7 separate regions of the Mus musculus genome follow, and all the other regions are linked to region 1. The links are chromatin contacts, called in public Hi-C, HiChIP or PLAC-seq, capture Hi-C and promoter capture Hi-C maps. All regions are on one chromosome and are shown on one strand. The core of a region is the stretch at or near the end of the contact, and the rest is flanking DNA. Distances in the headings are between cores, read along the strand shown. Region 1 holds the start of Zmat4 (zinc finger, matrin type 4). Region 2 holds the start of Ido1 (indoleamine 2,3-dioxygenase 1). Region 3 holds the start of Ido2 (indoleamine 2,3-dioxygenase 2). Region 4 holds the start of 9130214F15Rik (a long non-coding RNA gene). Region 5 has its middle 23 kb from the start of Gm30633. Region 6 has its middle 140 kb from the start of Gm30633. Region 7 has its middle 170 kb from the start of Gm30633.

Region 1 (3,574 bases), core at 701-3,200:
ATGCCTTACACCCTGGGGTGGGGGTAGGGGGCAGGGAAGGCCTTTAAATCTGCCCCCAACAGCCTAGAAAAGTGGAGCTGGAGCTCCACTCAGGGACCTTGGATAGTAGGAGCCATGCTATACAGAGCTTGGGGCGTATCTTGCTGCTTCTAACTAACGTGTGTACATCCTAACCAACTGTAACCACGGACAGCTAGACAGACAGCTATTTCTCCAACCATTGGGAGTAGAACTTCCATAATCACAGCTCCCACCCAAAAACAGTTTTCTAAGGATGCGAAGGAGAACCTGTTGTGTGTGGTAGTGAAGAAAATAGGGCTCGTAAGCAGGAATGACTCACGGAGCAGAAGAATCAAAGGCTGTCACACCTCAGAGGCCGGGATGGGGTTGGGGGGGGGGGGATAAGTGTCACAGGGGTGTGTGAGGCACTGCTGAGAACCTCTTCCAGAACAATCTTATCAGAACTCCCACAACGGTTTAAGTCTGGGACAGAAATCGAACGGAGGAAATGCACCTGAACCCCGGGCATGCGCCAAATGCCAAGGACTTGTGATATCACCTGGAGACTGGAAACTCCAGAGGATGTCACGGGTATGTCACACCACTGCATGCCTTATGTCGACAGGCACAAAACCGGGGAACTACCTGTGTGTTAAAGCAGGGAGTCCAAGGCCACGTCCGTCACCTTCACCCCCACTGGGGACAGCCACTTTCTCAGTGGCCACTTACCTTGCACTGCCCTGTAGCAAAAGTTGACAGAGAGGATTGACCTCAGTCTCCAGGGTGGGAAGTGTGTCTCGGTGCAAGCGAGTCCCTTGTAGTCCCAACAATGTGGAATGTTAAAGAACCAACCAAGGGCCACGGTGAGCGTTTCTACTTGAAGATCAACTATCAGAAGCAGTGTGGACAGAGACTGCAGCACCATCTACCTGAACAGATGCACCTGAGCACCTAAGCTGACTAGCAGCCAGTGGCTTCCCCTCCCACCAGCCTCTCTTTCAGAGTGGCCAGGACCTCAGACCTGGGCCTCTCTTTGATGGGAGTGTAAAGCACCCCGGGATAAAATTCAGCTCCATCCCTGATGTTTTTCGGGACACAACAAATCAAGAAAGTGTTCCAGGGTGTTCAGGAGCTGATCAAGGAAGTACTTTCTTTGTCAACGGCAAGGGTTTCTTTTTCACTAAGTTGGGTGATGCGCAGATAGATGCTCACAGGGTCAAACAGGACAGGCTCCTACACCCTACGACATTTCTGTTTTCACCAGTGAAGACCGATGGAGATGGAGAGGGCAAAAGTAGCCCAGGAGAAGCTGAGAAAAGTTTGAGGACGGACAGGAATTGAAGGTCACAGTAGTTTGAGCAAGGCAGGTCAAGGTATAGCGGATAGGGCAGACCCGATGGCAGAAAATCCAATCAAACCAAGCTTGCTTCTGGAGCCAGCTCATGGATATGGTCACAGCATCATTCTGGCCCAGGAAGCGGCCAATCCGGGGTCCAGCCTCATCACCCAGCAAACCTAAGTCTACACATAACCCTGCAGGTCCTCTAGCCCCAAATCAGACCCATTTCCATGAACCTGAGCGCAGCTAATTAAGAGTAGTAAACAAGCCTTGCTCTTGGCGGTGCAGAAGTTTTCCCAAATTGTAGGTTTGTTTTCCTCCCAACAAAAGACAGTGGGTCTCCGCCTTGGCCACCTTTCCTCCCCTTAAACTTTTCTCTTCTCTCTGCAATCCTCCACCTGTGCTAACTGCAAGCCCGAGCGAAAACAGAGCGGAAGCAGCCCCCTCTCCCGGGACACAGATAAAGGTACCTTCTCCGAGAAGCAGAGGGGCTGTCGTCCGGAGGCTCGCCGCCCGGCGGAGCGCAGGAAGACACTGCCGGGATGGAGCACGCTGAGGATGCTGCGTTCCTGTCTCTGCGACCAGACCTTTCAGCAGCTCGGACCAACTGTGCTAGCGATGCACTTAGCAATTATCTGCTGGCGCCGACGCCCCGCCTCCTGCTCTTGTGATTGGCTCTCCAGTCCCGGGCAGGACTGCATTGGTCTCGGCCGACCTCACTCATTGCTTTGGCTTCTACTATTATCTAAGCCATCAAAGGAAATAATTCCATGTTTCATTGACAACCTGTAAGGTTCTCCTCCCGCCAGGTGTCGAGGGGGGAGGGGGGGCAGAACTGGGAGTCCAGAGAAGGGAGGGGAGGACAGTCGAAAAAGGTGGGGGTGGGCGAGAAAGAGACCGGGGTGGGAGGTGCGAGGAGAAAGAGAGAGAGGAAGAGAGAGAGAGAGAGAGAGAGAGAGAGAGAGAGAGAGAGAGAGAGAGAGAGAATATGAACTGAGGTTCTTAGTCCAGCATTTTAACTTCCACAAAACAAAGCCCATTGCAACAATTATCTGGCCTTATTTCCTCATTTCTCCCCCTTGTTGATAAATATTCCTGAGGCTTGTGGGAATCATAATGGGGGGTTTCTGTTAGTGTCAGAAGGCTCCAGAAAGCAGAACAAGGTTCAGGGCTGAAAAAACAGAACGATGCTTTTACACCTTGGAGGTCATCTGAAGGTCATTTCAAATTGTTCAGGGGGCATATTATATGCTTTGTCTTGTTCGTGTGCCTAATCCTTTTCCCTAAAGGTCGACAAACTGCCCCAACCCGAGGTCCCAAGTTCCCTTGGAACTCTACCTGAGGTCTGGAAGGAGCTGTTTCCAAAGTCCACAAAAGTCTGGGATGTCTCACCAGGGGTCACCAGGGGAGGCCCAAATGAGCAGGCACGTTGGATCTAAGCACCTGCCATGAGCCTGGTGTTTGTTTGTTTGTTTGTTTCATTATTCTATCCTACTTCCTTCTGTTAATTGCAGTCTCACAAATTATCAGCCAAAAGGGAAGGAGGAGAAGGAAGAGAAGGAGGAAGAGAAGGAAGAAGGAGGAGGGAGGAGGAGGATGGAGGAGGAGGAGGAGGAGGAGGAGGAGGAGGAGGAGGAGGAGAAGGAGAAGAAGAAGAAGAAGAAGAAGAAGAAGAAGAAGAAGAAGAAGAAGAAGAAGAAGAAGAAGAAGAAGAAGAAGAAGAAGAAGAAGAAGAAGAAGAAAGAGCCGACCTTCCTCCTACATCTGGTAAATGTTCAGCTTCACTCTCAGAAGTAAGAAGGGTTTTACTCTTTTCCACTTTCACGTCTGTTCACCGTGTAGAAAGATGTGATATAGACTCTGTTATGAAAAATGATTAAGGAGAACCTCTGAAAGAAAAGTCTTAGAAAATCTAGTTTCAAGGCAGAGGGCAGCTCATGGGCAGAGCTTAGCAATACCTGCCCGCTGTGTGCAAGGCTCTGAGCAGCTCATGGGCAGAGCATGTACCTGCATGCTGTGTGCTAGGCTCTTGATTTGCTTCTGGGAACTGTTTATTAAATTAATTCAAAGGAAAAGAAAAAAAGTCAAGTTCCAGGTATAAGAGCCAGCCCTTTGGGCTTCTCAAGCTGGGATTCTACCTCTTTGGAAAGGACGCATCCAGTTCTGCCCTGTCCCGACATGTTCTGGGCTCTGATCAGCTGCCATCCTGCTGTCCTCCTCAGCCTGGGCAGCAAG
Region 2 (3,574 bases), core at 647-3,146, 930 kb before region 1:
ATAAACTAACAATGTCAGAGCTGCTCTAGACCTGTTCCAGAGCCATGGTTCATTAATTTGCTTCAAGAGCTAATGGTCTGTTTGATAAGCCTGCACATTGTCTTTTAATGTGCTATACGATTTTTTTAACCCTTTCTGGTCATCAAAAGGGATGATGTGGTTTCTGGTTTGGTTCGGTATTTCACAAGAACAAGTCATGGCTCTACAGAGCGAGACACTTTCTTTTATATATATATAAAAATATATATATTTTATTACGTATTTTCCTCAATTACATTTCCAATGCTATCCCAACAGTCCCCCACACCCTCCCCCCCACTCCCCTACCCACCCATTACCACTTTTTGGCCCTGGCGTTCCCCTGTACTGGGGCATATAAAGTTTGCCTGTCCAATGGGCCTCTCTTTCCAGTGATGGCTGACTAGGCCATCTTTTGATACATATGCAGCTAAAGTCAAGAGCTCCGGGGTACTGGTTAGTTCATAATGTTGTTGCACCTACAGGGTTGCAGATCTCTTTAGCTCCTTGGATACTTTCTCTAGCTCATCCATTGGGAGCCCTGTGATCCATCCAATAGCTGACTGTGAGCATCCACTTATGTGTTTGCTAGGCCCCGGCCTAGTCTCACAAGAGACAGCTATATCAGGGTCCTTTCAGCAAATGCTTGCTAGTGTATGCAATGGTGTCATCGTTTGGAGACTAATTATGGGATGGATCCCTGGATATGGCAGTCTCTAGATGGTCCATCCTTTTGTCTCACCTCCAAACTTTGTCTCTGTAACTCCTTTTATGGGTGATTGTTTCCAATTCTAAGAAGGGGCAAAGTGTCCACACTTTGGTCTTCGTTCTTCTTCAGTTTCATGTGTTTTACAAATTGGCGAGGCACTTTCTTAAAATTAATTAATTAATTAATTAATTAATTAAAAACCCATACAAAACAAAACAACAACAAACCCAAAATCCATTTCATCAAAGTGGACATAAACTTAGGAGTTCTCTGTACACCTTTACCAGAGTCTCAATTTTGTATTGCAAGGAATGTTTTTAGTTATTTGACGCTGCTCTTTACTTTTGAACACATTAGAGAATCTCCAGGTGGGCAGGGCTGAGAGCTTGTCAGGAGTCGGTCCCTGGCAGCCAGATAGAGTAGGAAAGGTGGACCACCTTCCAAGATATGGCTTACAAATCATGTGAAGAAGTGAACCCTCCATTAGCCTTAGCACAGACAAGAACCTAGGGAAGAAAACTAGGGGGAAGGGTCTGGTGATGATCCCCCTCTGTGCTACTTCTGAGGCTGACTCTCCTGTGTGTCCCAGGTTGTGTTTCAGAGCTGGAGAGACAAAACACTGACATTTAAAACAGGACATAAGTTCCCTCGTGTGAAAGCCAATAACGGACAGCTATTGCTAGTTCGGCTGTCTTTATTTTAAACCCAAACTCTGAACGTTTTCTAAAGCAAAATGCATTCTCCTGGTCACCTGTCCTCATGGTTCTTGTCATGTGAGTTGGGCACTTTGTGGCTTGAACACCCAATCCTCCTGCTGGGGTAACAGGTGGCCACCCAAACCACTGATGGGGTGGTTTCCAGGGCCGAGGCCTGAGTGTGCACTCGGTCACCATAATTGGCACTGGGAAGCTGAGGCCATCAGAGCCAACAGTTGATGTCCTTATGGGATAAATCTGATAAGAAACACAAATGTTTAGTTTCTTCATATGACGAAGAGAGATCCTTTGTGGTTTGGTTGTTTATCAAATTGCAAATACATAAAACAGAAAATGAAACTGTCCCAGGTGGAAGCCACTTCTCCCCGAGTATTACGTGTCAGCTGTGGGGTTTGGCTAAACCCTATAAGAGATGCTGGGACATTCCTTCAGTGGCCAAGTGGGGGGTCAGTGGAGTAGACAGCAATGGCACTCAGTAAAATATCTCCTACAGAAGGTTCTAGAAGGATCCTTGAAGACCACCACATAGATGAAGATGTGGGCTTTGCTCTACCACATCCACTGGTAAGAAAAGTGAAAATCTGCTTTGTCCTCATTATTTATCTCGACAGATGAATTTCTAAGTAAGCAGCTCTGTCTCAGGTTCTCTTAAGCGAATGAGTGATGTCAAATTCAGAGCCCACTTACAAAAAGGGAGCCTGGCTGCTCTTCAGTGTTTCTTCTTCTTCTTCTTCCTCAAAATCCAGCCCTTACTTTCTTAACCTGGAAATGTGAAGTGGTGAGGGAAGGGGCACATGAGAAGTCTTTTTAGTTTCGTGAAGGAAACGGGCTCATAGAAGGGAAGCCAGTTTGTCACAATGACTTTTCCAGCACGGTGTCCTGAAACAGCAACATTCAAATGCCCAGAGCCATAGAAACATTTCTCTTCTGAACCTTATCAAATGGATCGATCTGTGCTCCTCACTGATTTCAGTATATGAGATGATAGATCAAGCAACTTTTGTTTCATACTAATAATGCTTGTGGTTTGCCAAGCATAATCCAAAGGAAGGTATGAACAACCTTGATTGTGCTTTTGTGCAAGTTTTGGAATCCAAGTGCGGTGCATGTGGGGGAAATGCCTCGTGTCTCAACCAGGTACAGTGGGAAACAACTATAGTTCCATCACCCAGGAGTCAGAGGCAGGGGCATAGCCTCAAATTCAAGGCCAGACAGTCTTAAATAAAACAAAAGCTGAGAACGCACTGAACAAACAAAAATTATGTCATTAAATTGGACTGCAAAAACGCCACGCATACCAATTTATCATTCACATCTTCATTATCAACACTTACGGAAAATAGCAAAGAAGCAAAATACTCGTTTAGAGGTGCCCCATGCTCACCTAGTCTCACTAAGACCCGAACAGAGTAAGTAGTCAGTCGCACGTTTTGAGCTCGGGTGACTCTAGGACCCAGACGCAAAGAGCCATGGAGCCAGGAAGGCACAGATCTAGGGGCAGTGGGCTAGAGACTGGGATCAGATATGGAAAACCAAGGCAGTTCCCGGGAAGGCGAGGCACGGGTACACTGCAGAATTAAGGGTAGCAGCGAGCCTGTATCAGCTCGCCCAGCCGGGAGCGATCTGAAGCATGCACCCCGCAGTGCTCACGAGGAGCATCCTGCGCAGCTCCCATCCAATCCAGTGGCTTGCTGCTTGGGGCGGGACTACAGTTTAGCATGCAGCCTCAGGCTCTCCCGTCTTTGGGCACCAAGCCTGATATCCTTGCTACAAGTGTCCTGGCGCCTGCATCTTTGGGTGCCCTGGCGTGCCTGGTTTTGAGGTTTTCGTGTATCCGGTCACGAATGTGGAACTGACCACCTCAGGGTTTAGCGCTGCAGTTCTCAACCTTCTTAATGCTGAAACCTTTTCTAAAGTTCCTCATGTTGTGATGACCCCGGACGGTAAAATTATTTTCGTTGCTACGTCACAACTGTAATTTTGCTACTGTTTTGAATTGTAATGTAAGTATCTGTGTTTTCCGATGGTCTTAGGTAGTCCCAAAAAGAATGCAGCCTCAAAGGGGTCACGACCCACAGGTTGAGAAACACTGCTCTAACAGGAAGCAGCCCTAGGGGTGGGACATTAGGAC
Region 3 (3,574 bases), core at 600-3,099, 910 kb before region 1:
GACTGAGGGATTCTGTGAGAATGTGGCAGCTAGGTCCTCTTTGAAATGTTAAACAGGCCACCCCTAGTGCAATGTCTACTTTCAAAAGCTTACTCTGGAACAGGAGACATGCTCTCCCACGCACAGGGGAAGCCTTCTACTTGACTCTCCAACATTTTCATGTCCAAAGGAAACTCCAATTCCCAAACCCAAACTCCCAAGGCAGTCCGAAGATCCAGAAATGAGTTCAGCCTGGCCTGTTAGGAGGACTCCTCGGGAATTTGTGAAGCTGGCTTCCCTGGACCAAAAGGAGTCATTTCCCTTCCCTCCGGCAGAAGGGACAGGTGACATCCTGTCAGTATACAGAAGCCCATGCTGACCTCCAGGCTCCCTCAGTATCTGTTACAAGAATCTGTTACACGTTTCAAAGCCCAATGCAGGCACCCCAGCCCTTCCCACCTCCTCCTCTACCTTCTACCTCCTCCAGCTCACGGGCTTCTCTTCCCCCAGCTGCTCGTCCTTATAACCCAGCTAATCTCACCACTCTTTGCTCCTGTTCACTATGCCCGCTCTCTGCTCTCTATCTCCAGTCATCTCTGCTCTCTTACAGACAGCCCTGGCCATGCCCAGTCTGCTGGCCATGTTCAGTCTGCCTTTATTTTTATTTTTATTTTTATTTTCTTTTTCTGCTCCAAACTCTTCCAGATGCCTTTGGATATTTTCCCTCTCATATCTGAAAAAAGAAAGAAAGAAAAAGAAAAAACATAAAGCAAAAGCAAGAAAAAGAAACCTTCCCCTTCATCATACCATAGAGAGGTCATATTGGCAATGTCTTTACTGTAACTTCATTGTATACAAATGTCAACTTGTCAGCCCTGAGATCTTATATATACAAATAACACCAAACAGACTGAGAAGACTGTACTCCTATATTTATATGTGTTAGTTAGAAGGCAGCTCGTTTCCAGACAGATCATGCCGGGCCAGCACAGTTCCACGAGGAGCGATTTTTTTGGATGGGGGAAGAAAGTGAAGAAGAGGAGAAAGAGGAAAAGGGGGTGAAGGGTCGCGGTCTCAGTCTTTTATTTGTGCCATGACATAGATGCCAGGTAATGAATGATGAATGATGCGCACAGGTGAAGCATAGGCCTGCCTGGAGTGTATGGTGGTTGCCATGGCAACAGACCCAAGAGGGTCCTTGTCGCTTAGGGATGATGTCATAGCTGGATTCCGAGGCTGGTTGTAAAGCAGTTTCTGATGCTAACAATACATATATATGTAATGATAACAAAGAAAAAGAGGCCATGAATTTGAAAGGAAGGAAAGAAGTTAGGAAGGAAGGAAGGAAGGAAGGAAGGAAGGAAGGAAGGAAGGAAGGAAGGAAGGAAGGAAGGAAGGAAAGAAGATGGGAATTTGGAGAGATGAAAGGGAAGAATGATATAAATACATTTTAATTTCAGCAAATAAATACATTTTCAAAGATAAAAAGCCAATAAAGAGAAACCCTGTCTCGAAAAAACAACAACAAACCAAAAACAAACAAACAAACAAGCCAATAAAACTGACTCCTAGTTTAGTCATTTTGATACACTGTCAGAATCCCTCAGGAACCAAACTCATGTTGAGTATGGATCTGCACAGCCATAGCTGAGAGTTAAGTTCGTGTCTCCCACTTTGTCCCTGGATTTAACAGCCCCTTTCTCATACTTTATGAATGAGAAGGGAAAGGGGGTGGGGGCTTCTCTTGGAGTCAGCATTTTAATTCCTAATCTTCATTGTTGACTTACTACTTGGCTTTCTTTCAGAATAAATTTGCGGCCATCCTGGAGTTCAACCTCAGGGCAAGGTTCTCCCCTACCGCTGAAGCACCGCACAAGTACAACCACACAGAAGACACAGCTGGAAAGCTCCCTGGCCTGGGCATTCCTCTGGGGCAGAGACCTCACGCGAAAATATGGAGCCTCAAAGTCAGAGCATGACGCTGGAGGTGCCGTTGTCCTTGGGGAGATACCACATTTCTGAGGAATATGGCTTTCTCCTTCCAAATCCTCTGGTAAGGATTGGCTTGTCCTGGTCAGCACATGTGTCTGGATTGTTAGTCTTTACCTTATGTGGTTATTGGAAGGTTCGGTATAAGTCACCAGCTGGAGGAAGAGTGGGAATACAGTCCTGTGAGTCCCGGAAGAGCAGAGGCAACTGCTACTGGGGACAGCACAAAGCCAGTGGTCCCCTCCCCCCAGCCCCCAAAGTTTCCTTAAATCTATGGTAGTTAGCACTGACTAATCAGAAGCAAAGGTGCTATCAGAGAGGAGAGACTGGATGGAGACATGCCCTAAGGACAATTAGAACCCTATAACTACAGCAAAGAGTGGACATGCACACAACCACATGGTGTGACACAGAATAATGGAGTGGCCCCACTGTATATCCACTCTGCTTTGGAGACAGGTTCGCCATGCATCCCAGACCTAAGCAGCCAAAGGGCTTAGCCTTCTGTGTTGATGCAAACCAGTTTATCTTACTTGCTGGTGACAGCAGAGATAATGGGAGACCTGCAATGTTTTTAGAGCCAGTAAGAAGATTAGATGTTATCGGGAATTTCCGATACTCGTGAGGAATGTTGGAAAACAAGCAGGCCTGACTTTCAGTCCAACTGCACAGCAGTCTCTAGTATACCTGCTCTTGTTAAGTGTAGTCTGGGCTTGGGAGACATATGCCGGCAAAGTGCTAGTGGCAAAGCCCATGCTTTTGGCATCTTTTAAAAACTGACCGTACCTAAGGGAGGGTGAAGGCCACTGAGTTAAAAGTCCAGGGACCCGATGTTGCAGTCGCGGTAACTGCTGATCAGCACCAACTCACCTAGTTCCTCTCTTACTTGTGATTAAAAATATCAGGGTCTCAAACACCTATCACAGTGAGACTCTTGTTGTTTTGAAACAGAGAATATTGATTTATGTAGCCCAGGCTGGCCACTTGCCTCCACTTCCTTACTGCTGGGACCATAGCTGAACTCCCACAGCAGATCCTTTTGTGTTGAACGGTACTGGAGGGATCTAATTGAAGAGAACTAAGTTCTCCACAGAAAGATGTCAGCTACGACATCGGTCATAGACATCTGCAAGCTGTCCAGGTTAGGGGTTAGTCATTAGAACCAGGGCCAGATCTCACAGCTTGAATCAAGCCAGGCCTTCCTGCTGCTCTCTCACGGACAGTTAGGAAGCAGACTGTACTCTGACATGATAGCTTGCAGCCGACGGCTCCCGGCTCCTCTGTGCTCCTTGTCACGCAGGCCCTGCTATAAACTAAAGTGTCTGACATGACTTCCTGGTGCCTCGTAAAGTTATTAAAAGTCAGATTTCTCCTTTGTTCTCGGAATTGGTTCGAGAGCCCTCAGGGGATTTGCTGAGGGTGTGTGTGTGTGTGTGTGTGTGTGTGTGTGTGTGTGTATTCTAAGAGTGCTTCCCTAAAAGGGTCCTCTGTACTGTCAACGGATCTTTCATAGTCTCTCTCTCCCTGTCTCCCTGTCTCTCTGTCTTTCTGTCTCTCTGTCTCTCTCTGTTTCTGTCTTTCTGTCTCTGTCTGTCTGTCTGTCTGT
Region 4 (3,574 bases), core at 585-3,084, 830 kb before region 1:
AGAGAACAACTTTCTGTGATCCTGAAGAAAAATTTGCACAAAGGAACAGGGTAAAGTAGACTTTGGGGGGAGGGGTGAGAAATTTCAGCCATGTGGAAACTTCCATGGCCGCGAAGATGGTTGCTACAATGCTCTGAGGAACCTCTGAGGATCCCCTGTCAGCAGAAGGAAACAGGTACAGCCACATGTAGAGAGACATAGGAAAGGTCACTTAGGAAGGAAGAATGGCTAGGCAGGTAATTCTGCAGTAGGAACACCGGACATCGGGCAGCCTCACACCAGACCCCTTCGCCTCAGTGTGGTCTTAAGGCTTCTAGATGTGAACGTCCACAGCTGAAAGCTTTAAGAGCTGCCCGGCCTCCTTCACGGAGGTTTTAGGAGGCCGATGAAGAAGGTGCAGATATTTACGTAAGCCCAAGTGTTGTTATGAACTGTTTTATTTACCCATTCACTGTCATTAAATGCCTTAGTTAAGTCAGGCTTTGTGCCAAGCTGTATAGGAGAGCTGGCGTAGCCCCTTTTCAGCAAGTGGCAGCAACTCTTGAGGGGAATATAAGCAAACAATCGCCATGCAGGCCGGTTTAATGAAGTCTATCAAATGCCGTACAGGAAAGACAGGGCTGTCGAGAAACACACACGGGGCCATTATCTAGACACAGGACAAGAAAAGCTACCCAGAGCGGGTAGTGACAAAGCAGAGTTCTAAAGGATTTTGAAGAACTGCAGAAATATATACGGTGAGCTGTACTATCTTAGGCATCTGCTGAGTATATTGCTCTGGCATTAAGACTCCCACTCCCACCCAGATGGATAAAGAAAATGTTATAGGGACACGGTGGTGTTTTATTCAGCCACAAAGAATGAAATCTTGTCACTCCCATGCAAAATGGATGGGACCAGAGGACGCCGGCGCGTTAAGAAAAGCTAGCCACTTTCAGAGAGACAAATATCAACGTGTTCTCTCTCATATTCGGAAGTTAAAAAAAAATCTCAGCCTAAATATAGCACAGTAGTTAGTAGAGATTGGGAGAGATGGTTAAAAGGAGGTTGGACTTCAGTAGTGCACACTGTCTAACATGTATGCAAATGCCACACTGAATCACGTGAATATAAACAATTGGGATGTGTTGATTAAGTGTAATTTACACCGGCTGGGTGTGATGGAGAACGCCAGTACTCTTAGCACTTGGGAGACTGGGGCAGAAAGATGAAAAGACTAGTGAGCTCAAAGCCGGCTTGGGTTACATAGTGAGGTCCTGTGCAAAACAGCAATTAAAACAAACAAACAAACTTAGAAAACAAACTAAATGAAAATAATGTAATGTGCAATACATGAAAACTTAAGCCCTGTGAAAAATGGGGACTGTTCATTTTCTAGACAACTACTATGCTATTTAGAAATACTTGGGCCTCCAAGGGAATGGCATTGCCCTGTCGACAGGCAATGGCTGACTCTGTGACCTGAGGTCATGGCCTCATCTCAGGGCTGCACAGTTCAAAAAAAAAAAAAAAATGCCTCATAGACTACCCAAGCCTCTCGGCTTTGGATGCAGAGGCAGAGGCCGACCACTGAACTGTGAGATCATCTCCCATCCTTGCCTTTGTGGCTGCTCCATGTGTTCAGCTTCAGCTTTCTTAAACAAACACCCCTCCCCCTCCTGCTCCCACCCCCACCCCCCTCCCTTACCCATCTCTCTGCAGTCTCTTCTCTATTTTACCGGAAATGTAACTGCGCATTCCTCCTCACGTCTTCCATCTTCTGCAGAGTGAGGCGCGATCCCAGCTGCTACTTGTCCTCCAACTTGACTGACAAAACACAAACTGCATTACCTAAGGAGAGCCAGCCCTCCAGCCAGGATGGTTGCCCAGAGGGACGGTGCAATTCCTCTCAGTCTCTGAGGGGAGAAGCCTGGTGAGCGGGCATCGGACCACACAGAGAAGTCACCTCTCAAAACAAAGGCATTTGGCCACTTGACCGTTCAGATTTCAAACTTGGGGGCGGGAAAAAAAAATCAAAATCACACCTTCAGGTATGGGTGACAAGAACGATTCAGGAGTTGACAGGTCCTTAGAGAGTGGCTGGTCTCTCCTCTATGTAGAAAGCTCTCAGGGATGTGGTACCCTTCTTCCAGATGCTTGCATTTGGGAAGTGCCCCTGAGGGACTCAGCTCTGTGATTCTTCACACCGGTGAGTTTTTGGTTTCAGGACAGGTAAATTCTGTGACATGGGTTCTGAAAAGCCCTAAAACCAAGGCTCCTGTACACAAGCGGGGACACATGTCAGCAGAGGCAGTAAATGTCACCTGTCTCCCTCAGTAGTTTCCAGTGGACAAGGGGAGGAGTCTAAAATGAGGTGTAGCCCCTCTAGGGGTGGAATTCCTGGGATCATAGCTTCAGACTCGGACCAAAAGGCAAGTTCAGTCACCTCCCCTCCCCAGGAGGCCCTGACTTCTTTTTGCATCAGGGGTGCACAGGTTGTATCATAGAGGGCTAAACCTTTTTACATCTCTTTGGCATGTAGCATGGCGTGGGGACTTCTGCACCATGATCTAGAGACTAAAGAGTATTAAACATCAAGGGTCAGTGTTGTGTCAGATTGTTCTGCATTAAAAGCCAATCATGTGACCCACAGACCAAACGTTCAGTCACCTTTAGAGGTAGGAAGAAGCTATGACTCTCTCTCTTTCTCTTTCTCTCTCTCTCTTTCTCTCTCCCACTCACTTGTCAGACATGGACAGTAGAAGCTCATGAATCAATCACACACCAACTGCTTAACATGTAAAAGGGTTCGGTACATAAAACAGTATTATTATTATTATTATTATTATTATTATTATTGGAAATAGAATTAATGGAAGACGCATGACATAGAGCAAGACCTTGGCCTGAAAAAAAGAAAACAAAACTAATTCAGTTTTGTTGTGTTCCACACTCTCTAAGAGGTGGAGTCTCAGAATCAGGAAATGATAGTCTTTTCCAGGACTTGTCTCAAGGACAAACTATGGTAGGGGGCCAGCAAGCGCTACCTCCAGGTCACACTGTTTAGAGATTCTTAAGGGTCAGACTGGCTGAGCTAGAGGTGGCATGGGACATAGAGATGCATGCTACTCTGATAAAGAAGCCAGGTAAAGGATATCACAGTGGTCAAAAGAACAACAGCTTGCGTATGGAAATAAATAATGCAGAAATTAACGACAGCTATGGGGTAAATCCAAAACCTATGCTTCTCACAGTACTGACTGGGTTTTGTGTGTCAACTTGACCCAAGATGGAGTTATCACAGAGAAAGGAGCCTCCCTTGAGGAAATGCCTCCGTGAGATCCAGCTGTAAGGCATTTTCTCAATTAGTGATCAAGGGTGGAAGGGCCCCTGTGGGTGATCTCTGGGCTGGCAGTCTTGAGTTCTACAAAAGAGAAAGCTGAGCAAGCCAGGGGAAGGAGCCAGTAAGTAACATCCCTCCTTGGCCTCTGCATCAGCTCCTGCTTCCTGCCCTGCTTGAGTTCCAGTCCTGACTTCCTTTGGTGATGAACAGCAGTATGGAAGTGTAAGCTGAATAAACCCTTTCCTCCCCAAC
Region 5 (3,574 bases), core at 671-3,170, 690 kb before region 1:
AGTCAGGGTTTCTATTCCTGTACAAACATCATGACCAAGAAGCAAGTTAGGGAGGAAAGGGTTTATTCAGCTTACATTTCCACATTGCTGTTCATCACCAAGGAAGTCAGGACTGGAACTCAAGCAAGTCAGGAAGCAGGAGCTGATGCAGAGGCCATGGAGGGATGTTCCTTACTGACTTGCCTCCCCTGGCTTGCTCAGCCTGCTCTCTTATAGAACCAAGACTACCAGCCCAGAGATGGTCCCATCCACAAGGGGCCTTTCCCCCTTGATCACTAATTGAGAAAATGCCTTACAGTTGGATCTCATGGAGGCATTTCCTCAACTGAAGCTCCTTTCTCTGTGATAACTCCAGCTGTATCAAGTTGACACAAAACTAACCAGTACACCAAAGAACATCATTTTACAAGCCAATTTCTCTCTCCAGATCCCCCCCACCCCCCACCTTCCAGGAACAATCTATACATGTACCCATTTCCTTCTCTTCTGTGAATAAAGGTATTTTAGCATTCTAGCCTTCCTCTGAATTTCATATGTACACATAGATCACATTTGTCTGTTAATACACTGGGTGTCTGTGTTTATCTCCTATTTAGTCTGTTGGTTTCAATGGTATCCCATTTCTAAAGCACCACTCATGCTATATAGCAGCTCTGTGTTGGTGCAATTTTTAAAGCCATTTTATTGTGTTCTTATACCTTTAACTCTCTTCCCCTTTCTCCGCGCCAATCCTTTCTAACCTCCCAATACTAGGTAGGAGAGAAAGAAGGTTAGAGGGGAAAGGGGGCATAGGCTTCTATAAGCTACTTCCTGCTGATAAGAAACACTAGGTTCCTTAGGGGAAAGTACAATGTTTATAGTCAGAATATCCAGAATATCCAGAAAACCAGCAATCCAGCAATAACAAATACAAAAGCAAACCAGCAGCAGCAGCTGGGTGACAGCAGATAGGACAGCAGCAGAGGGAGCAGCAGTCACTCTAGCCCCTCTCAGGACTCTCCCACTTATACCTTCTCCAGAATCCCCAGAATTAGACTCTCTGCCCCTGGCAAATATCACACCCCCGCTAGTGCATGAGGCAAATCATAATCACCTTCTATGACCCCGCTTCTTATCCCACACTTGGGATTCAAACAAAAACATAGTCATGTAACATAACTGTGTTTTTAAAGAAACCCAAACTCTCACTACAGCTATATTCTCTCTTCAGTTCTAGAACAATCTCTTGTATAAGCTTGTTCTCTTGTTGTCTTTGAATTTCACTCTTCAAACTTGAGACAGGAACTGGCCATGGTGGCTTGGTAGGCTGTAGAATTTTCAGGGCCCCTCACCCATCGGAAACTACTCAGGCTCTACCTATCGACCCATTTTTCCTGTGTATTGAAATTATTTTGAGTTATCTTTCTCTACTTGAATATTTGGTAGATGGCTTTGGAAGGCTGGGAGTTAAATTCAGATCCTTAGACATGCTAAGCGATATATGATTCAGCCATACCCCTGCTCAAAACTGATTGTTTTAATAAAAGCAAAGACAGGGAAAGTTAAAAGATAGAGCAGAAGTTCCTTTTTTCAAGGATATAAGGAATGAGTCTTTTCTGCATTAGAGAAACTATGAATCACAAGAGGAGAAGGATTTAGTGCAGGGTTTCAATCTAGGAAACAACCTGACCCTTAATCTCTGAGCTTTCCCCTGTTGTCTCCCTTTGAGCAATACTTTAAATACCTTAAATTCCTTTCACTTTGGCTTCAGCTGGAGATATCTAAACTTGGTTCTCAAGCCACCTCTTTTAAATCTCTCTTTTTTTCTGTTCATCTTCTAGTGTCACAAGCAAGGATTGGGTATGGAGGACACCCACTGGGATTTCCAGGGTCTTGTCAGAAACAAGAATTAGACCTGAAGCATATGGATAGTGAGAGAAACAAAGGAACTGGGCTGGAGAGGTTAAGAAGCAACCAGACACTGCACTGCACTGGGCTGGGCTGGGCTGGGCTGGGCTGGGCTGGGCTGGGCTGGGCTGGGCTGGGCTGGGCTGGGCTGGGCTGGGCTGAGGTGAGCTGGGCTGGGCTGAGGTGAGCTGGGCTGGGCTGGGCTGGGCTGGGCTGGACTGGTCTGGATCTGTACAATGCAGGCTTTCTACCAGAGTGCTGTTAATGTGAGCCTTGGTGGGGAGGGCCCACAGATTTTCATGGATTCCTTCACATGTTAGTCTATATACTCCCCCTCCCCACTCTTCTGTATTGTGTACATGTGAGCTATCCTGTCGACAAACTTCTCTCTTTCTCTATTTTTCCCCACTTCAATCGGTCCTTTGTTGCAGAAGGTCCTGGTTAAGAATTCAGAGTAGAAGTGAATTATTTTTGCCTCTTACACAGATAATAAATGCTTAAGAAACATTTCCTGAGTTACACGCCAGATTATATTAACAACAGAGCCCGACAATGAAGATGTCTCTGCATCTACCAGGACACTTAAGTTTCTCAAATGTTTGCATGATAGTTAATATACAAAACGATTTTCAGGCCTTCTGTTACTGGCTCTGGGGTATTGTTAGCATACACATGATTCTGCTGGCTTGCCCTTGGGGACCTGGCAATTGCTTACCTTATCACCTGCCACTGCTGAGGCCAAGTGAGCCAGATGTGGACTGCTAGCTACCCTAGCTCTCTCTCTGTTGTCCCCAGCCAGTCTCCCTCTCCCCATTTCTGTTGTCCTCTGTTCCCCCCCCCCCCGACTCTGCTCTCAAGGCTCTGCTCCTGTCTGTCTGCCTGTCCACATATCTACTCATCTGCCTCTAACCCTTCTCCAGTTTTCACCTCCTCCCTTCCCCCAAATAAACCCTCTTACACCAACCAGATCTGTTACATTATATTTCATAACAGGTATGGCTACTTGAAAACCAATACACCAGAGACAGTGCCTGGTTGGAAGGAAGTGAGATGCTTTTTCAGGTACCATGACCCTGGAGGTGGAAGAGTTAGCGCATATTCTAGGCTCCTTCGTGAGGAACTCAAGCATGTGGAAGGTTTGTTTTTGTGGGGAGGGAGAAAAGGATCAGGGGTAGGGTATTTGCCTCTTGCTTTTCTTCCCTAGGTCCAGTTCCAAGTAGTTACACCTCACAGAAGTCTATGTGCAGTGCTAGCCAGTGCAGAGGATTACAGAACAAGGATGGCACTGCTAACTTTGAGTGGCAGTAAAAGCTTTGCTCACCTAGAGCTTGTGTGTCTGGAATTGCATGGCTGCCCTTCCCTTAGAGGTGCCTCCTGGAGATATTTTTATTTAAGTAGAGAGGGGGTAGGTGAGAGAACAAAGTAGTGCTTTGGCATGAAGGCCCATAAGGGTAGGAAGGGTGAGGGCTTCTTAAGGAAGTGGCCCCAGGCCTTCAACCCAAGAGGACAATGCACAGTTGCAGAATGCATTGATTAGGTTTCTGTACTGTGCTGGGTTATTCAAATGGAAGCCCTATTTTGTTCAGCTATTCCCAACACCCTAGTGGGGAACTCTGTATTAGTTAAGAAGTGTTTCATGAGACAAGATAAAGCTTGTTTGTGCTAGAATAGGTCCTGAGGTGGGAGG
Region 6 (3,574 bases), core at 579-3,078, 570 kb before region 1:
CCTCTGGAAGACCATCCAGTGCTTTTGACCACTGAGGTATCTCTCTCACCCCCTAGTCAAGTTCATATAGCTATATAATAGCCACTTCTTATCCTTACCCAGCAGCTAACCATGTAGCATGGAGCACCAATGCAGCATTGGCACACATGTTTTATGAATGCAAAGGGGAAGGAGGGTAAGAAGTACAGTGAAATGGGTCATGTGCACATGCTACAGTCATTGCACTCATGAGCCCACAGCCAATCAACCAGCCAGAATGCTGGCATAGACTGGATAAATGATCTCAAGGCCCCACCCCATACTGACCTGATATTGGTAATAGCTACTGGGGGAAGGAGAATTATCTTTTTTCTAGGGTGGCATCCATGCACATATTAGACAGCAATAATTGGAGAGTGGGTTATAAAAAGAAGGCAAAGTTGGAAAGAGAATATGTTGAGGAGATGTGGGGGGGTTGGAGGTGGGGGAATGAAAGTTGGGTGTGGTCATATTTGATTGGATACATGTGTTGAGTTCCCAATAAGAAAGGAAAAGTTATTTTCTAAGAAAAATATTGCACACACACAAAAAGAAAGTAACAAATAGTGTGGCTGCAGAGAGAATGAGGGATTGACCAACAGTGTTTACATTAGGAAAGGGTACCGGAGTGCTAGTACAAAGCAGAATGAATATCATAAAAATGTATATATTTACATTTGTTTTTATATATTTGATACCTGTCAGTGGCCGACTACACTGTCGTTAAGATCCAGAACAAATTAAGAATAAACATTTGCTCACCCACATTGTCTCATCTGCTCATGATTACATAGATATCAATGGAATTTTAAAAAATATGGAAAAAAACACAGCCACCACTCGTCCCCCTGCCCTTGATACCTACTAAGCATAGGTTGAACAAAGAATTCATCAGACTAGCAGCCACTCTTCTGCATCACGTGACCTGCAAATGCCTCCTGCCGTTTCCTAAGCAAACACCAATGCTGGTTAGTCTTAGTCAGAACATGGCACAAGTTTGCCAACTCTGAGCTTTGACCATGCAAATACGGCAATGCCTGAGCCTTCCTGAATCATCCACACACCCCACCCCCACCCACCCCCAGTGTTCTGGGACTGGAGGGATGCACCTTTTGATCAAGCCTTGCCACTATCATCTCCTGAGCACTTGTGTGCACAAAAAGACATTCCTGTGCTGTGTGCATGTGCTACATCCCTCCCAAACAATTCCCTCTGCTGATGCAGGGTTCATAGAGAAATCAGTCCAGCTGTGAACTGGCGTTATATGAGGGTTAGAGGCACTCCGAAGACTTGGCGAAAGGATATGACCATCTTGAAAGCCACAAAGGATCTGCCTATGCCTCCCCTGTTTTCTCTAGGGCAGGAGCACTGGCTCTTCAGTGTCCGTGTCTCATGGTGCAGTTCCGAGCATTATAGATACTCTTCCAAGCCGAGATGAAATACTGTCACCATCTCTGCATTTATTGCGTGCTTCCCAAGCCATGGGCAATTTCTGTTTTGCAATGAAAAAAATCCAAGCGGACACTTGCCAACTGTCTAGTATCTCGGTGCTTTATCTACACTGGGCAGTTGAGGAATAACAGAGACAGCAATGTATGTAGCCTTCTGAGGAAAGTGGCCATTAAACAGGCCATTAAAAAAGTGACGAGAGGCTTGCATCGGGGCACCTTGAGGACATATCGCAGGGCGCTGTGAAAGCCTCCACGTACAAAGAGGGCCTGGCTGTGCATATGAATCTTAAACTGAGAGATGAGAAGTACTTGGCTGAGAGAAGGGAAATGGGCAGGAATAATAGTGTGTAGCAGCGGGAACATCGGTTGAGAGCCGAAAGGATGGGGGATGCCATAAAATCTCAGTGTTACCAGATCATTGTCCGCGTGGCTATAAATAAGCCTCCTGGTTGTTATCTAATATTCCTCGGGATGCTAGCCCACATCAGCACCGTAGAGGGGTTCATTTGCCCTCTGGCCTCTGCTTGGTTTGGCAAATGGTGAAGGAGTTTTGGCATATGACCGGAAAGAAGGCAGGATGAGGGAGAAAGTGTAGGTCCCCTTTCTCTCTGTCTCTACTTCTGTGTATGTCTCAGGATCATTGTCAAAACTGACAGATTGCTCAAAGTGATGCTTTCTATCCACTCCTTGGCCTTCTCGGTTCTTATTGATCACTGTCTGTGGATCCTAAGGTATGCCCTTTCACCCACCTCACTTTACTGCATCAGCCCTTGGAGATCCTGGTGGTCACGCCACTGTGTGCAAGGATGTTCATCACCTCATTGTCTGAGTTTGACTCTGCAGTCTGTTTCCCTGTTAGGATGCTGACCCACAATGACTATAAAACTGGATTCTAGTTTAGAACAGCCATGTGATGATTTAAAAACTAAACAAGATCGAGTTAACGCCTTTTCATGATCGCGGACTCATGTGATCACGTGACACACTCCAGGCCAATCACATGCAGCCAAATGCTGGCGAGGCAACAGATTTCTGCAAGTTTTCTTAAATGGAAACGGGACGCAGAAGAGGTTGCTCAGTGGTTAAGAGCATTTGCTCCTCTTCTGGAAGATGCAGGTTTAAATTCCAGCACCCCTGGGGCTGGCGAGATGGCTCAGCGGTTAAGAGCGCCGACTGCTCTTCCGAAGGTCCCGAGTTCAAATCCCAGCAACCACATGGTGGCTCACAACCATTCGTAATGAAATCTGATGCCCTCTTCTGGAGTGTCTGAGGACAGCTACAGTGTACTTACATATAATAGATAAATAAATCTTGTAAAGAAAAAAAATTCCAGCACCCACAAGGTGGCTCACAATTGGCTGTAGCTTCAGGCTCAGATGGTCTGATGCTGTCTCTGGCTTTCCCAGAAGTGTGCGCACAGTGCACAGATATACAGGGTGCATAGGGATGCTTGAAGGCAAAGCACTCATACATAGATAATAAAATCAAGTAAATCTCTCCTTTCTAAGGCAAGCTGGGCATGGTGGTACGTACCTGTAATCCCACTGATTTGGGAGACTGAGGCAGAGTCTGCTTAACTTCTCCATTTCTTTTCGTCTGCTGGGCTTGAGAAAGGGTTTCCTAGAGTCAAGGTTGTCCTTCAAGTCATTATATGGCTGAGGGTGGCCATAATCTCTTGGCCCTCCTGCCTTATTTCTTTGGTGTTAAAGAGCACATGTGTGCTACCACACTTGGCACCTCTTTGCTGTATCTTTGCCTTCTTCCTTCTAGAACAGTAGAGACCATTTTTCCTTCCAGGACACCATGGTCCACATGTTGAGCAGGAGAGTGTAAGCCATAATCATGTACAGGGGAATAGCAAACTAAGAAGCCTGACAGCCTTAAAGTGTCCGGTGCTAGCTCTGGATCTCTACTTGTTACGTAAGAAGACTGGACACATCTGGATGAGCTATGGCAGATGGTGCTCGTCATATCCCAGCTCGTACAATATCAATGCAAGGAAGTTGTGAGTTCAAGGTCAGCCCAGGCTATATAGTTACTATGAGGCCATCTTGCACTACTGACATCCTTGTCAAAAAAGGTCATTTGATGATACAAAATGTCTC
Region 7 (3,574 bases), core at 649-3,148, 550 kb before region 1:
AGACTGTATTACTTTGTGTCAACCTGCTCACGGCGACAGTGACCTTAGTTCATTCATGTGCGCTCTCTGTGTAGACTTTCCATCAGGACTCATTTCTTACAATTTCTATGGTGGTAGCTGACTGTTTTTGAGAGGGCAAAGCCTTTGAACCAAATATTGCAGATGGACGTTTTGGCTTCTCCACGACCTTTGCACTCTTGTGTTTGATGTCCAAGACGACGCTCAATGTCTGGCTCCTTGAGACAGGAAAGTACTTTCTTAAGCAGCTCTGAACTTTTCTCCAGGGATCAAGCCCATCCTGGAGCTAGTTGGTTTTTTTTTTTTTTTTCTTACAGCAAGATCATGTGGTCCATGTAAGAGTGCAGTTTATGGTTAAGCTCTTTATTCTGTGAGCCAAAGCATGGTCTTCAGCATTTTAACACAGTTGCTCTGATCCCAGGGCACAGCTTCTTTATGAGGTCAAGACGAAGTTGCTGTCCAGGCCATGTGCGTCCTTCTTTTCAAGCCTGTCGTAGATGTTGACTCCTGTGTCTCAAGGTGACCCCAGTGCACACCGTGAAGGCGAACATACTCAAATCTGCGTACAAATTCATATTATTTTCTCCTGAGGAAGACTAATTCTAGCTTCCTCACAGATTAACCAAACAATGGCCTGAGAGATGATCCATTCAGTACTGCCCGACTTTAGAACTCACCAGAGATGTTTTGTGTGTCTCCCAGCCATCCCAGAATATTCAAATTGCTCCTCAGTTTAAATTAACAGACACGGCTTCCAGCAGTCACTCTCCTTGAAGAAGACTGACTCCATGACACTCGGGCAAGGACCTGGTGAAACAATAGGCCCGGCGTGGACAAGACAGACATGGTACACTCTGAGGGCAAGCTGGGGCACTCTTGAATGTCCCTTTCCTCAGGCTGAGGACATGAGGACATTGGTTGAGTTTGTTAAACACAGCAGCAAATGAGCTCGTTTGACTATTTTTGAAAGGTCAAAACGTATGAACCAAATATTGCACATGGATGTTCTGGTTCGTCCATGACCTTTGCCCCCTCGTGTTAAATGTCCAGGATGATGCTCAACGTGTAGCTCTGTGTGTAAGTCAGGTTTTAGTTACTATAAGAAATGACCGAGACCATCACCTTATAAAGAGAAAAGGTTCTCTGTTTAGAGGTTCAACCTTCTAAAGAGTTCAGAGGTTAACCCATGCTTTGGGGCTGTGTAGAAGTGGTTGATCAAGGCAGGTGCACACACTGGAGAAACCCCCTCTCATCTCTTGGCCAGGAAGAAGAGACAACATGAAGAGGGAGTCAGGGTGTGCTATTCCCCTCAAGGTCGACCATACCTTCAGTGATCCAAAGACTGTCCACCCATCATTAACATCAAATATCTCTACCACCTCCTGGTCTACCAGCTTGGGGACTAAGCCTTGGGCACTCAGGACTTTGGGGAACATACAAGATCTAACCCGTGGCAGACTTCAAGTCTTCAAACAGCCAGGTCTGTGAGGGAAGGTCACCAACTGTTTCCACCTCGATCTGCCAAAACTTCTTCATAATCTTAGAGTGACAAGGGAAAAATCAATGTGAGTGGGTGGTAAGAAGTTAGAGGTGGAGGCAGAAGTGTTGCTTCTGGTGCTACCTAGCCTTATATCACAGTTCAGTGAAATCCACGGCTACGTTCTCTCTCCTGTGTCATTTCTATATAGGTTATGAGCCAAAATACGTGCGCGTGTGCGCGGGCACACACACACACACACACACACACACACACACACACTCACCAAGAAGATAGCTGTGACTCTGGTTACAAATGTACTGTGAGCTTTCCTCCCCTCTGTGCAGATGACTATGTATTTTAAACCCCTCCAGTGAGCTATGTTTGGCTTTAAAAAGCTGGTGCTCCAAAAATAAGGCCTGGGCTGACTCACAAGTCCTGTACCCAGAAAAGAGGTGGTTGAGAAGGGGGGTGGTGGTGGCTGAATACAGTGGGAGCCCTGACCCAGGCCTGGCAGTTAAGGGCCTCAAGCTGGAGCCAGCCTTTGATATAGTTCTGTTGAAACACAGCCAGGTTCATCACGTAGGGACTCTCTAAGATAGATTTTTGGGGCTAACATGGCAGCAATTCAGACTGTGTTTAGCCTAAAATGATCAAATTTTATTATGTAACCCTCAGAGTTTGATTATATCTCTTTGCTCTCCTGACATGGGAACATATTTGTGTGTGTGTGTGTGTGTGTGTGTGTGTGTGTGTGTACATGAACTCATTTTAGTACCTTATGATGTAGTTTATAGTTTATGATTTTATTTCCAATTGCCTGATAAGGAAATAACTTCAGACAGACTATATAAGTATATGACCTTTCCATCCCTTGAACCTGTCCAGGATAAACTGGAATTCATAATCCCCAGGGCTTGTCCCTTCAGTTGAAGTTCTTAGACCTGCCTCTGTTGGTCTAGTACTATCCCAAGCCAGAGTTAAAGACCTCTAGAGAGAGAGTAAATCTGAACACATCTCTTGCTTCTGGGGAGGGGGTGTGTGGATCTGAGCTCCCCATTTGTAATATAAATGAGATGCTCTCATTTTAAAAACAGAATCCAAATCATTAACAACTTGAACTTACCACAACGTGTTTCAGTTACTACTGCTTCCCAATACTGCCATATATCCTTATATTAAAACTCCTCTGTGACCCCAGAGAGCCCGGGCAATACACCCTCTTAAAGATACGTGATAGATATGATCTTTAAAGATCATAAGGAGATGGCAGGCTGTCCGGGGGAGGGAAGGCTGCCTCATTCTCTGCTGCTTCTAGCTCTGTTTGTGTCTTTGCGGTTTCCCGGGTTGCCTCACATTGCAGCTGTGTGCTGCTAGGTCCAAACACTTGCTGAAAATCAAAATGCAAGTTTGCTCAGAATCTGGAGGGGGCTTGTGTCTATAAAATAAGGACAAAGAGAAGGCACTTACTTAGTTGGAGAAGACTCTTTTCTTTTTTCTCCCTGTTAATGGAGTGTGCTATTTTTAACTTCCCATCAGCCTGCAAGCGCATGTGCAGTAACTGGCCCAAACACATTTGAATGATGTCTCTGCGTCCCTCTGTGACATGGTGCAGAACCACAGCTCTGCACTTTGCATTTTTATTGTGATGAAGATATTTTATGACAGCATTTGAATCTTAACAAAGATGCCTGAAAATAAGTCATTTCTAGATGACTCGATGAAAGGAAGGTGACCCAGAATAACCTCCTTTCTGGTAACGGGCTGGACTAGGTCTGGGCTCCATGGCAGTGAGGCTAGTGGCTGCCACATTTGGAGCCTGGAGGTATTCACTCTTATCTGTCCTGTGATGCCTGCAACTCTGAGATCCAACCCAGTTCTCTGTAATCTTTTGTCTCTTTCTCCTTTCCTACCCCTGTTGTATCTATTGTCTGTGTCTTGTGTCTATTCATGTGCACATGTACACACACACACACACACACACACACACACACACACACACACCTGCATACTCCAAATTCCAGCCAACAGAAACATAGTTATAAAGATAATTGGAGGACCTGAAACTCTCAGAGAGAG

Evidence for each region. Promoter capture Hi-C pulls out the DNA fragments that hold promoters and counts their contacts. Hi-C and Micro-C count contacts between places; a contact is called where the count stands out from the background. HiChIP or PLAC-seq counts read pairs in DNA pulled down with a chosen protein or histone mark. Capture Hi-C pulls out chosen DNA fragments and counts their contacts.
Region 2: a contact with region 1 is called in a promoter capture Hi-C map of stem cell-derived epiblast-like cells, with 4 times the contacts expected there. The contact joins the promoter of Ido1 here to the promoter of Zmat4 in region 1. A contact is called at or near these places in 5 of 39 promoter capture datasets (embryonic stem cells, hippocampal neurons, liver and 1 more) and 2 of 9 other capture datasets (adipose tissue and pancreatic islet).
Region 3: a contact with region 1 is called in a capture Hi-C map of embryonic stem cells, with 14 times the contacts expected there. The contact joins the promoter of Ido2 here to the promoter of Zmat4 in region 1. A contact is called at or near these places in 1 of 39 promoter capture datasets (embryonic stem cells), 1 of 115 datasets of contacts at active chromatin or transcription factors (embryonic stem cells) and 1 of 9 other capture datasets (embryonic stem cells).
Region 4: an H3K4me3 HiChIP or PLAC-seq map of craniofacial prominence shows a contact between it and region 1, with 6 times the contacts expected there. The contact joins the promoter of 9130214F15Rik here to the promoter of Zmat4 in region 1. A contact is called at or near these places in 3 of 115 datasets of contacts at active chromatin or transcription factors (VIP interneurons, craniofacial prominence and embryonic forebrain).
Region 5: an H3K27ac HiChIP or PLAC-seq map of embryonic stem cells shows a contact between it and region 1, with 6 times the contacts expected there. The contact joins the enhancer-like site here to the promoter of Zmat4 in region 1. A contact is called at or near these places in 4 of 39 promoter capture datasets (the C10 cell line, embryonic stem cells and liver), 1 of 484 Hi-C or Micro-C datasets (nephron progenitors), 6 of 115 datasets of contacts at active chromatin or transcription factors (SST interneurons, embryonic basal ganglia, embryonic midbrain and 2 more) and 1 of 9 other capture datasets (embryonic stem cells).
Region 6: an H3K27ac HiChIP or PLAC-seq map of VIP interneurons shows a contact between it and region 1, with 6 times the contacts expected there. The contact joins the enhancer-like site here to the promoter of Zmat4 in region 1. A contact is called at or near these places in 1 of 15 datasets of contacts at CTCF or cohesin (pro-B cells), 5 of 484 Hi-C or Micro-C datasets (cerebellar granule neurons, cortical neurons and embryonic stem cells), 1 of 115 datasets of contacts at active chromatin or transcription factors (VIP interneurons) and 1 of 9 other capture datasets (adipose tissue).
Region 7: a contact with region 1 is called in a Hi-C map of cerebral cortex, with 2.4 times the contacts expected there. The contact joins the enhancer-like site here to the promoter of Zmat4 in region 1. A contact is called at or near these places in 5 of 484 Hi-C or Micro-C datasets (cerebellar granule neurons, cerebral cortex, cortical neurons and 1 more), 3 of 115 datasets of contacts at active chromatin or transcription factors (astrocytes, embryonic hindbrain and neural progenitor cells) and 1 of 9 other capture datasets (adipose tissue).

Annotation. Positions count from the first base shown.
Region 1 is chr8:23,668,037-23,671,610 of GRCm38.p6, reverse strand. It overlaps Zmat4 (zinc finger, matrin type 4), which reads right to left and starts at 1,950. Exons shown (of 7, transcript NM_177086.4): 1 at 1,810-1,950.
Region 2 is chr8:24,595,274-24,598,847 of GRCm38.p6, reverse strand. Ido1 (indoleamine 2,3-dioxygenase 1) reads left to right here and starts at 1,896. Exons shown (of 10, transcript NM_008324.2): 1 at 1,896-2,007. The coding sequence starts at 1,909. Gm51565 (a long non-coding RNA gene) reads right to left here and starts at 3,237. Exons shown (of 2, transcript XR_003947523.1): 1 at 2,828-3,237; 2 at 1,404-2,205.
Region 3 is chr8:24,574,608-24,578,181 of GRCm38.p6, reverse strand. Ido2 (indoleamine 2,3-dioxygenase 2) reads left to right here and starts at 1,849. Exons shown (of 10, transcript NM_145949.2): 1 at 1,849-2,032. The coding sequence starts at 1,934.
Region 4 is chr8:24,501,335-24,504,908 of GRCm38.p6, reverse strand. It overlaps 9130214F15Rik (a long non-coding RNA gene), which reads right to left and starts at 1,834. Exons shown (of 4, transcript XR_378815.4): 1 at 1,719-1,834.
Region 5 is chr8:24,357,692-24,361,265 of GRCm38.p6, reverse strand. No RefSeq gene overlaps it. Among named protein-coding and RNA genes, the nearest start is that of Gm30633, 23 kb to the left of the region's middle. Within about 2 kb of position 1,920, at least 37 of the 459 cell types and tissues checked have an H3K27ac peak or open chromatin away from gene starts, as enhancers often do. A contact at or near this core is called in embryonic stem cells, where this site is marked.
Region 6 is chr8:24,236,220-24,239,793 of GRCm38.p6, reverse strand. No RefSeq gene overlaps it. Among named protein-coding and RNA genes, the nearest start is that of Gm30633, 140 kb to the left of the region's middle. Within about 2 kb of position 1,828, at least 5 of the 459 cell types and tissues checked have an H3K27ac peak or open chromatin away from gene starts, as enhancers often do. A contact at or near this core is called in VIP interneurons, where this site is marked.
Region 7 is chr8:24,215,180-24,218,753 of GRCm38.p6, reverse strand. No RefSeq gene overlaps it. Among named protein-coding and RNA genes, the nearest start is that of Gm30633, 170 kb to the left of the region's middle. Within about 2 kb of position 1,898, at least 27 of the 459 cell types and tissues checked have an H3K27ac peak or open chromatin away from gene starts, as enhancers often do. A contact at or near this core is called in cerebral cortex and cortical neurons, where this site is marked.